Linked DNA regions of Danio rerio: all the other regions are linked to region 2. A link is a contact called in public Hi-C and HiChIP or PLAC-seq data. All regions are on one chromosome and are shown on one strand. The core of a region is the stretch at or near the end of the contact, and the rest is flanking DNA. Distances in the headings are between cores, read along the strand shown.

The links. A called contact is a pair of places that touch in the nucleus more often than the background predicts. HiChIP or PLAC-seq counts read pairs in DNA pulled down with a chosen protein or histone mark.
Region 1: a Hi-C map of hematopoietic stem cells shows a contact between it and region 2, with 2.1 times the contacts expected there. The contact joins the promoter of prim1 here to the promoter of nucks1b in region 2.
Region 3: a contact with region 2 is called in an H3K4me3 HiChIP or PLAC-seq map of embryo, with 5 times the contacts expected there. The contact joins the promoter of sephs3 here to the promoter of nucks1b in region 2. A contact is called at or near these places in 1 of 18 Hi-C or Micro-C datasets (an unstated tissue) and 1 of 4 datasets of contacts at active chromatin or transcription factors (embryo).

The regions. Positions count from the first base shown.
Region 1 is chr23:20,737,600-20,741,635 of GRCz12tu, reverse strand. prim1 (DNA primase subunit 1) reads right to left here and starts at 1,390. Exons shown (of 13, transcript NM_201448.1): 1 at 1,166-1,390; 2 at 430-587. The coding sequence starts at 1,274. LOC141380475 (a long non-coding RNA gene) reads left to right here and starts at 1,416. Exons shown (of 4, transcript XR_012398439.1): 1 at 1,416-1,671.
Region 2 is chr23:21,030,080-21,033,753 of GRCz12tu, reverse strand. nucks1b (nuclear casein kinase and cyclin-dependent kinase substrate 1b) reads left to right here and starts at 2,216. Exons shown (of 8, transcript NM_001099239.1): 1 at 2,216-2,344. The coding sequence starts at 2,328. LOC103909673 (chemokine-like protein TAFA-4) reads right to left here and starts at 3,284. Exons shown (of 8, transcript XM_073938783.1): 1 at 1,890-3,284.
Region 3 is chr23:21,467,799-21,471,961 of GRCz12tu, reverse strand. It overlaps sephs3 (selenophosphate synthetase 3), which reads left to right and starts at 1,498. Exons shown (of 8, transcript NM_001004295.2): 1 at 1,498-1,913; 2 at 2,969-3,072; 3 at 3,152-3,259. The coding sequence starts at 1,613. ssr4 (signal sequence receptor, delta) reads left to right here. Exons shown (of 6, transcript NM_001002082.1): 6 at 247-726. The coding sequence ends at 351.

The DNA of each region.
Region 1 (4,036 bases), core at 141-2,640, 290 kb after region 2:
ATATATATATATATTTTTTTTTTTATTTTTATTTTTTACACACAGATATATATTTTATATCTAAATATAAATAACCTTTTTCTCAATTATATGCATGCATGTGTGCATTAAAGTATACAGAATAAATATACACTGCTCAATCACTTAAATTATGTCAAAACAAACCTGAATTTGGATGCGATTAATTTTTGCCCAGTATTAATATAGTAATTGTATACACTACACAATTACTATCATATAGTTTATGAAAGATATATACATCAATAAATAAAAACAGTGCATAACAATTACGGTATAAGAAATATTTAAATGTGGGTAAAATGTCAATTAGATTAAGTACACAATAGTACAAATCAACTTTGCATTTAATATAATATACCATTCTATAATGTAATGTGGGGAAAATATAATAACAATGAGTAATTTTACCCTGTGGCTGTAGACTGCTCCAATATCAATCTTGTAAGGAACCATTTTCTGCATCTCCTTCTCCAGCTCATTCTGAGAGCTGAAGGACTGATATCTCACATAGATGTCATCTTTTAACGTGAAGGAGAATTCACGGTTCTGGAAGTAGTTTTTGGACACTGCGAGAGGCAAAATTAAAATGAAAGAAATTAAAAACCTTGATACTTTAATGCTTAAAGCAGCATTCCACATGAAAAAAAATATAGTAAATGATAAAGTGTTTCTGAACCACACTATAGTAAAGTGTATTATACTTTATGTATTATAGTATTTACAAGTCTTTGTGAACTGATAATCTATAATAAATTCCGTAGTATGCTTTAATGTTTACCTCAGTAAACTGTGTTGCATTATCATACTTGAAGAACACTTAGTACAGTACTTGGTAAATTGTTTATATTACAATAGTTGTTGTCACAGTATTGCCACAGCAACTTTGGAATTACCACAACAGGTTATTTACTATAGTATTGTTCAACAACACAACAGTATTACTATAGTATTGTTTCGTGTGGGATTAAACTACAAATATTAATATGAAAATGGGCATGCATGGTAAATAAACTAAATATACTTCGAATTTGAACAGTAAATACACAAGCTACTGAAAAATAAAGTTTTTACAGTTGTGAATCGCTCGTTGTGTGATCGGAGACTGGCATAGGTATGTTAGTGGCTTAGAGTTATTGTTACTTACCACCGCCATAACTTAACCAGCGAAAGTACTGTGAAAAAGGGAAAAGTCTGCGGTAATAAAGCGGTAACAAATCCGGCAAACAAGCTGAATCATAATCTGAGGTTGGCATGTTTATTCGTTAAGTATTGTTGATCCTCAATGACAGCTACAACCAGCGCGGGAAAATTAACGTAAATAGGAAATGACGAAATCGGTCCTTGTTCGTTGGTCACGCACCGCGTTAATGTTTTCTGCGGGCTCTGCTGCCACCAGAAGGCTCGAAAAAACGGCTGAGGATGGTGTCCGAGAAAAAAACATTCAAATAAATCGCATATCTCTATGGTGTTTTTTTCTCTTGCCGTTAAGCCTGCCTGTGAGAGACTACAGCAAGTTACATGAGATGGAAGTCGGATGGTATGCGACTCATGTCCAACTAACGTCACTTAATTTTAAAACATTAACGTTTCTGTAAAAGTTAGTGTTAGAGATGAATGGCACGTGATTTCCGAAAAACAGAGAATATCAAGGTAAATATTCAAGGTGAACAGGATTTTATTGTGGCTCGTTTGCAGTCAAGTTCTCATTGTTGCCAAATTTTACAGGGAAATTGAACAGAATTTAATTGTGTTCATTAAATGTATTAAAATGCTACGTGAAATTAGCTCTTTGCGAAACAAAAAACATTACGTTTTCCAGTATTTCTGATCATATTTAAAGTGTGATTTTAACAACAAAATGCTATTAAACAAAATACACCGTAAAATAATCAACATAAGCATAAAACAACAGCAGCAAAAACATTATGAACTGCTGGACAATAAATTAAACAAAAGGCGTTTTAATAAAGAAATGGCAGTTTGGACTTAATTGAAAATGTCTTAATTGTTTTTATGTGCTATAGTTTCCCCCCCTCAATTATATTAATTTGCTGTGCCAAATTATGGTAAATCAATAGCATAACTCGAGAGCTTTCAAATCTAAATGTGAGCACTTGTAATGATAATATAACGTACTATGTTAACATACTATGTCGTATAAGTTATTATTTAAGTGAAGAAAATAGACAGAGTAGCAAACATTTTTGTTATGCATGTATGCATGCATGCATGGAAAGTTTTTTCAGTGCTATGTATGTGTAGAAAGTTCAAGTTTTTGTAACATTTATAACACTTCAATTTAAAAAAGGTTAACCTTTTTTAGTCAAAATAAGAAACACTAGAATATTCAATTTGTGTAAGTGTTTCACACACAAGCGTACCGCGCCAAAGCCCAAGTGATCCGCGCTCAGGCACACCTCTTCCAACCGGGCCAGGGCCGGCCAAGTGAACCGTGCTTGAGCCCGATTCAGCGCACTCACACTTCTCAAAAGATCCGGGAAACGGGCCTGGGCACGGTACGGATGGCATAGTGTGAGTAGGCCCTTAAAAGGAACAGCTATTTCTTCCTGTATTTATTATTGTTGCCAGGGGGGTTTGGACAGTTCGGAAGACTCACCCCTCACTGGCAGAGGTCCAGAATGTGTCCCATACATGAGCTTATTTGTCCTATTTTGACTGCTTTGCCACTATAAATAGGTGCAAATAACCCATAGAAAAAGGGTTTTAAAACCAAGTGGAATCCTCTGTTGGCTGTCACTTCGGTGTGACTTCAGCTAATCAGTTTTGTCCAATGCTAACAAAAATTTTTATTTTACAATTTGAAGAAGTCATCTTTTGCCACAGCTTTGTTTTTAAACAGAGAAAACATTTTACAGGTACTTTTATTTTAAATCTTGGACCTTATTTTTGAAACTAAAAAGCTAAAAATGAGCAATAAAAAGGTGTGAAGCACCGAAGCAGACCATATTAAAATAAATTGAATACTATTTTGGCTATTGTTGTTATCCATAATTTTTTAAATGTATTTTTTTACAAGAGAGACTAGAAAAATTGTGAAGCTCTACATTATTATTATCATTATTATTATTATTATTATTATTATTATTATTATTATTATTATCATGCTTTAATTATTTTTCTATTCAAAGGAAAGTTGAATGCTCTGGCAAGATTGTTATTTGCCTATAATAAATGACATTAGACTACAGTTTTTTTTCTCAAATGATATATGATGTAATAAATATGTATTTTAAAAATAGTTATTATTTCACATTTCTTTATTATGAATCCTTTGGAAATATTTAGGTACATCAAAAAGTGTGGTTATGATGACCATTTGCAAAGCTAATTCAGCTAAAAATAATGCTTAAAATGTCACTAAAATGCAGTTCTTAAACCTCATAATTAAATAGAAAATGAGGTGTATAACTGCAAAAACCACATTTTTTCACTAGGCTGGCTACAGACCTGCTCAGCATAATTGAGTGCACCCCATTTTGAAAGCTAATGTTTGTATCCATTTCTCAGTGAATATAGTCAATGTATTTTGGTGCATTTAAACAAAACAGATTTGTTAAACAGATACATTTATTCAAATAATATTTTAGTCACCAAACATATTTAGAAATTTAAAGATAATACAGTTAAATTTAAGCACTTACAACCTACAAAATTTCAACAATTTTTTTTTTTTCAAATTTTTTGCTTTCTCTTGATTTCTCCTCTTTTTTTAAATTGTATTTAATATTTTTCTGTAACATATAAATTTTGCTGTACTAGTTTTTGGACCATTATCGTAAGTTATTTTGTTAGATAAGCTCCAGATTTGGCTTCAGCACTGACTAATCTAATGTATATGCACAAGTAAAAACATAGTAAAGCTTCCTATTAAAATTATTAATTTAAAGGATAGATTTGTGAGGGATGTACTTATATATGCTGAGCACTATATGTTAATGTGTATTGAAATACAATGGCTCACTTTTAAAGAAATTAGTCAATCTTTTCATATTCA
Region 2 (3,674 bases), core at 967-3,466:
AGAAAAGAAAAAAATTAGAGTGTAAATATACTTCTTTGTCCTTTTTCCACTTTTAATTATATTTCGACCGAGAAGTTAATACTGTCGTAAGTCAATGTTCCCTTTACTATCACTAAAGCTCTTTTTATTTTGTTGATTTTACTTTTTATTTCAGTTTGATTAAATCGTTATGCTGTCTTAGATGTCTGAAATCAGTTTTGTGAGGTGCCTTTGTGACTGCTTTCAGACACAGCCATTGTAATACTGCCGGTACTGTGCATTTTTTATTTCAGTTTTCCATCTTGTTAAGATTAAAGGGTTAGTTCATTCCAAAAAGAAAATTAAACCATGATTACTCATCATTAAGGCAGGTGTATATGAATTTCTTCTTTCAGTAAAATCCATTGTGAATTATTTTGAAAATGGCTCTTTCAAGCTCTAAAAATGCAATGGACAGGGTCTTGAGAATAAACTATGGCCTAAGTATGACTTTTTGGGTCAACTAACTCCTTAATAAAGTATTTTGTTTGTTTTCAAGCAAGCAAAAAGACCCCAAATTAAAAAGTAAAACTGGATATTGAAACAAACATAGTTAAAAATAAAATATAAATTACAAGTTTAATTGAGTTATTGTAAAGAAAAAATAATTTGTCAAGCTATGAAACAAACTCAATGTTACATAAAAATACACAATCTACCCTAAATATGCAGTTAATTATTCTGTCAATAAAAATAATTTAGACTTTATTTTGAACTGGATGACAATGCAAAGTTTATTTACAGTTATTTCCTTTTCTTCCAGAATTGTAAAAAGGTATAAATTTAAAAATAAATAAATGGTCAATCCGATTATTTATCAGGATTGAGATATCTCTCATAACTTCAGTTTGCGCTAATGTGAGTATTTCTAATCAAATGAAGCATATTTTGAGACAACCCTCACTCTTTTATTTACTCTTCAAAATTTACTTAAATTATAATGTCACAAAATTTTCCAATTTGAAGTTAATATATTAAAGATTTCATACAGGAGTTGCAATGGAATTTTAAATTGGTTTACATCTTCAAGAATCTTATTACATTTTAATAACATTCTCAAAGAATACATTTAATCATAAAAGTATTTATATTTTATTTAAAATACCTGCAGCATTTTAACATTAACCCTAATTATTCTGCATATTACAACCCCAAATCAAATAACAACCCCAAAAAATATAAAGTAAACGTTTAAAAAGTATAACCAGGTCTTTTAACAGACAATCTGCATTGCCTAACATAGTAATGCCCTGTAAATTTTCCTAAAATAATCATCCTTTTGACATATTCAACAAAAGATGCCCATGCAACATATGCTAAAACCTAAACCAACTTGACATTGTCTTGCATTGTTAACCTAGCGTTTTCTTAATCTCGGGATATGTTTTTGTAGGCCTACCCTGATTCCACTGAAAATAACTTCTTGCACTAATGTATTTCCTGTGCAACATAGTGCTATTACTGAGCTTATAAACACGAAAACTTAAAAAAAATAAAAAAAAAAAAGAAAGAAAGCTACAGATTATATGTAATGCTAAACATACTGTTTGCATGTTTTAATAAACTATAGGGGATGAGAAGAAAATTAGTGTCTTTAAATTAAAATATTGCACACCTGTTGCCTCCTACAATCTGAGCACAACATAATGATCTTTGATTACCTTTAAATAATCGTTTAATTACTTTAAAAACCAAATGAATACATATGAATGTCTTTACTTGTTCTGGATTTTGGAGAGGCCCTAAAAATGTAATGTTTATTACACTGATTGAATGAGCCTATCTTCACCATCTCAAGGTAATAACATTATCGGGCTAAAACGGATTTGGAAATGGTTAAAATAAAATAATCCAATCAACTGATTAGCCACCTTTCTGTGTGAATGAGTAGGTAAACGGCTGTTGCTGAGTGTGGTCATCCAATCCTGGTTTGCGGGCATCTTGCGTTTTTCAGACTCCCATCCCACTTTTACTCATAAAAGAATCCTGGCTTGCAGGCCAGGCAGTAGCTAATTAGTTAGCTACTATTCTACAGGAGGCTTGACCAGGGCAATTCGGCCTGTGGATACTTGAACATTTATCCATTTTCGACCCACACAGACCAAGGCTGCGTGCGAGCAGATGCTCTAGATCGCACTCATTTGCGCGTGTTTAGTGCAGTTTGCATTGCATAGGTAGTTTCGCACAGCTCTGTGCTACAGAAACAGCTTCCCAGCAGCGGGAGACACCTGGATTTCAGCTGCAAAAGTCCAGTTTTACCAATAAAATTGTAGTTTGCAAAAGCAAAAGGCTTTCAGTCTGTCTGCAGAATGGCGAGACCTTCGAGGTAAGTGCGTTTTGTTTGTCTGCTGTTTTACAGCAATCGCAGGTCCGCACATGATGCGATCTGTTACGCGGGTCTCTCCATGTTTGCTAAATGCTAACAAGCTAACCAGCATATTTTTCTGCGCGTGTTTACATAGCTGCACAAAATCAACCGTAAACGCGTAGATTTTCATTTCTTTTAACAGTTATAGAGATATTTAGCTTGGAAACGCAACAAAATCGCGTTTAACATCCACAGATATGTCTATGCTAACCGCAAGTGCCGACATCAAATAAAAAAGCGGGATAGTAGTTCGCGCTGTGGCTAATTCATGTACAAAACAACCTGCAAGCCATTACGGCGAACAGAATAGACATTCAATGCGTGATTGTTTCCTCATTTGTTTAAGCTCTAGTTTGCTGATAAAGCACGGTGGTGTAAGTTTCACGTGTTTTCCACAGTTAGCCCCGTGAGCATTAGTGTTAGTTTAGCGGCAGCAGCGCAGCGTGAAACTCCTCCAGCGCAATGCGCGCCATTACCACACACACACACACACACACACACACACATCTGAACATTTCTCCTGCCAACTTGTGTTTGCAATTAACACATTGTAGGTTTGGGTCTGGCTTAAATCTGAAATCAAATGGGTTGTCAACAAATGTGTTAATACATATTGAAATGCGTCCATGTTTTCCTAACGCTGAGACCAAGTGACGCGAACACGGGCAACATGTTGTTTATGTTTTGACAAACTATAAAGCGCCTTTTTCTCTAACGGAACTGGCGGTAATCTGACGGTAAACATTGCTGTCGGGGCTGATGTCCGTCCTGCGGGCAGTGAGTATAACGTGACCCACAGGGCCTGTAGTTCAATGGCCCTGTCTGATCGCTGAGCCCTGCCCACTCTGCTGCTGTTGGCATGGCAATTCACCTACTCCAACATGGCACCTCTGTCTCCTCTTCAGTCAAGACGCGCGGCTTTAAATAAGAGGAGTGACACCTCTGTTGCTATATGGAGGATCATATTTTACATATGGTTAAATAAGTTAGCAATATAATAATCAATTTTGCACTACATGGAACGTAAACAAGTATTATTTAATATTAAATAGTTTAAATTATTTTTTGCTGGTTTCAAGCCAGATTTATTTTCTATTATTATTATTATTATTATTATTAATAATAATAATATTATCATTATTGAGCAATTCCAGCGTTATGGATGTGACATCTGCAGTAAAAACTTAAAACATAAATTCACAGATAAAGTATATGTTAAAATTATATGGAAACATCTGTTTATATTTTTCAAAACAACTAGCCACAAAGTTATGGGATCAGAAAAATA
Region 3 (4,163 bases), core at 249-2,748, 440 kb before region 2:
TATATTGGTAGGCTCTGTTATCCGTGTCATAATTAAAGTCCCCAACCATAACTTAATTCATTCAACAAAATCAAACCACGCAGAAAATAAAACTAAATAATTCTTAATCATAAACAAAGTAATTACTTTTTCATTACACTAGCACTTAGAAAATATACCTTATTACAGGATTTCACACATTTCTACTACTAGTTTGCAGATTTGCTCCTTGAAGTGCTTGTTTTTTAATGTATTTCTGAATTTCAGGGTGCGTGGAATGGTCCATGGGTGTCAACGGAGGTCTTGGCTGCACTGATTGGCATTATGGTTTACTACCTGGCCTACAGCACCAAAAGTGCCATCCAGGCTTAAGAAGAGAAGAATTGCCATTTCCATTGTTCAAACTGGTCTTCATTACATCTTCATCTCCATTACATATTTGACATTTAATGTGCAGATTTTACTGCCACGGAAACCATAGTTAGAACCTGACACAGATCAAAATATGGACAAAGACAATTATTATAAAGTGGTGTTATGTTTGCTTTGTTTTTTTTTTTAATCTGATATTGTCAAATAAAGGACAGAATTTTTCATTTGTGCTATTAATTTTAAACCTCAAAAGCTCTGAGGTGATTATCGGTGACTCCTCATCATCAAAGTCCAGTTCTGTGTTTTTGGAGTGTCCCAAATATCGATGAAATTCATTGAATGTGGGAATAAACAACTTTTCTGAAAGTTTTTCTGTCACATTTTTGAAGCTTGTTTAATTAATCACTTTTACTCTATGTATACTTTTACTCTATGTGCGTGTTTCAATGTGTTGTTTGAATGGAAACAATGACGTGGGTATACCAATCTAAACATTATTTGTGATTCCTCTCATAAACCAAAAGACTTCAAAATCATGGTAAAGTTAAAATTTTTGTCCAGTTTTCTGAGCGTCATGTGTAGGGGTTGGTTGGCGGCTAGAAAGCCCAGTTTGTACAGTATTAATACATGACCATGGAGACATATTAAAGCATGTGCGTGCCAGTGTATACATAGTTAAGTGCATTTGAATAATTTCTCCAACTTTTTTAGCCACTTTTCGCATATTATTAATTTTGTTGGCGTGTATACAGACTAATTGCAATACTTTAAGGAATGAAAAGCACGGTAATTTTTCTCGAGTACCTTTTTTGTGTAAATTTGCATGAACACAACCGTCTAATGCACCTTTATTGTAGAACCACAATAGGGAGCTCACAATTGAGATTGTGCCATGTTTGTTTTTTTAGAGGGGGATTAAATGTGACCAGGCAAGTCCAAAACGAGTCAGCGATGGTTTAATTTGGTGCAAGATGAGTTTTCACGCACCTCGTTTTTTATGTACTGTATATTTCAACAGTACTTTTATCTGTTAACGACGAACTTTGTAACGTGTGTCTGAAAGTAACACCGCGCTCTCCTCAGGATAGTGAGATGGTTTAGTCCGCAAGCGCGGAGCGTCTCTACTGCTCTCGGTGTTTAAGCGTGTACATCAAACACGCTCTCTGCTCTCTCCGGCAGGATCAGTCATTTCGTAAAACGCCTCATCTTTTTTTCTTTTACCACCTCTTCATCTGCATGAGGAATACATACTGATTTTACCATGTCGGGTTCCGAGCCACCGTCAGGGGACTCTGGTGGAGCGGGAGGGTATGCAGTCTTTTACCCGGCGGGATACCAGGCGTTGAACCCGGAGGAGCACGGCCTAGACCGCGGCTTCCGACTCACGGCCTTCTCTGATATGAAAGGATGAGGGTGTAAAGTCCCGCAGGAGACTCTGCTCAAACTCCTGCAGGGACTGGAGCCTGACCGGCCGCCCGGAGAGGATGGCGGTTTGGGGACGGGTGTTGGAGACGAAACCGCTGACTTTGGGCTTGTTTCGGCTGCTCAGGGTCCTCGACTAGGTAAAGTATGACCTGTCACACCGACGCTGTCAAATAGCGAGCATTGATTCGGTAATAGTTCTTGTGAATCGGATCTTTTAAACGAATCGGTTGAATCAAGAGACTCAATCAAAATTTTTTTTTTTATAACCTTAAGTTAGCACCTTACTACTAACGTTACCAAGGTTGAGCAAAGTGCTTTACACAAGTAAAACAAATTATACAACACAGATAAAAGGCAAACAATGCCAAAACAATACAAGAAATGTTAATAAAATACAGCAAAAGATGAAGTTTTAATACTCTGGAGAAAGAGCATTTGACGTTAAGTGAGGGTTTGACTGTTAATTAGGTTAATTAAGTGGCTGAATAGCAAAGTTTTTATAAAAAAAAAAAAAAACACGATGTAAACTTATTGCATGATAGACTTGCAAAATTAAAACATTTATTACCACCTTCTGTTCACAAAGCCTGTTCAAAAGAACCGATTCGCGAAATGAGTTCCAGGAATTGCTATAAAAACTGACAATTAAAAGGTTTCCAATTATTGTCTTTGCAAAACCGGTTGATTATCACTACTGTCAAACCTGTTTATATGCAATAGTTTGGTGCAACGTTGTTTCCTGTAAACTTGCCAAAACACACCAACAACCGTTTGTGTTCTGTGGATTCAGCATAGCATGTGTTGTAATCTCTTGTAATGTCAAACATAAAACTGCAAAGTTATTTTGTTAATGTATTTTAGAAAACCATCATTAATCTGTCTTGAAGGATCAGAAAACATCTGTTTCACTGAGCACTTTGTTTAACCTTTGATTCATCCTGTTAATTTAAAACCATTATTAACTATCGATATAACCCAGTCATTTAAAAGAGATGTGAACTATGCACCTAAGTTTTAGTCAATGCTTATTTCTGGGAACAAATCATAAATCCTGATTACATGTTTCTTACTCCGTGGTATTATAAAATTATTTTTAATCACAATAGTATGTGCTATTTAAATGTGCATGCATTTTTTCACATGTAATGGATATCAATGAAAAAAATAATAATTATGTTCTTTCTTGGTTCAGGTATTGGAATGGACTCATGTGTGATCCCACTAAGACATGGAGGTCTCTCCCTGGTCCAAACCACAGATTTCTTCTATCCTTTAGTGGAGGACCCTTACATGATGGTGGGTGCACTCTGTTAATGTTACAAGCACCTCACATACTGTATGTATGAAGCTCATCTCTGTTTTTTTTTTTTTACAGGGACGAATCGCCTGTGCAAATGTCCTGAGTGATCTGTACGCCATGGGCATCACAGAGTGTGACAACATGCTCATGCTCCTCAGTGTCAGTCAGAAGATGAACGAGAAGGTGAAGTTAGGATAGATTTTATTTAAATATTTGTACGTATTTTTGCAGATTCAGAAAGCTAAGCGGCATTCCCACAGGTCATGGAATATTTGGAATATCGTTTAATTATAAAAGTTTGAAACCAGACATTGAAAGTGACAGAATTTTTATATGCTTTTGTTTTTTGACCAAGTAATGGAATATCGTGGATTTTTGTTTTGTATTTTTTTTATTTTATAATTTATTTCATGTTATTTTTCAAGTTTTGCTTATTGCTGTTGTCTTTTTTCATGCCATTTTATTATTTTCCCACTTGTCAACCGGCAAACAAATGTACTAAAACATGAGTTTAAACATTAAGCAGCATAAGTTGATTTGCTTTGATAAAACTTAAAGATCTCCCATTATGCATTATAATAGGTCATATTTTGGTTTTGGGGGTCTCCAACAACAGGCTGATAATCATGCAAGGGCAAACACTTTCATTGTCTTTATAATATGCATTTATTTTTACCTAATTATCCCAACGACTCCCATATGATTTGTTCAGCAATTCATTTGTTCCCAAACCTCTTTGCGTAAGGCTAATCTGCGCTGATTGGTCTGATGACCCAGTCTGTTGTGATCGGCTGACTTTGTCCATAGCGAGAAGGAGAGAAACGCCCAATACGGTTATGAAGTAGTGATCAGAGTATATGCGTGAGCCCAATGCAAGAATGCATTAAAGCAAAGCAGTTAAACACCAGCCTATTCCTCTATTCTTAACCACAACCCCCAGTAATACCAATGACACACATTCAGGATTAATCCACACTGTGGCAAAAGTTGAACTATTTTGAAAATGAATCGCGTTGCACATGTGAGGAACAGCTGGTAGTGGCCGGAGCAACAAACAGCAGGGGATAACGAGAACATAACACATTTA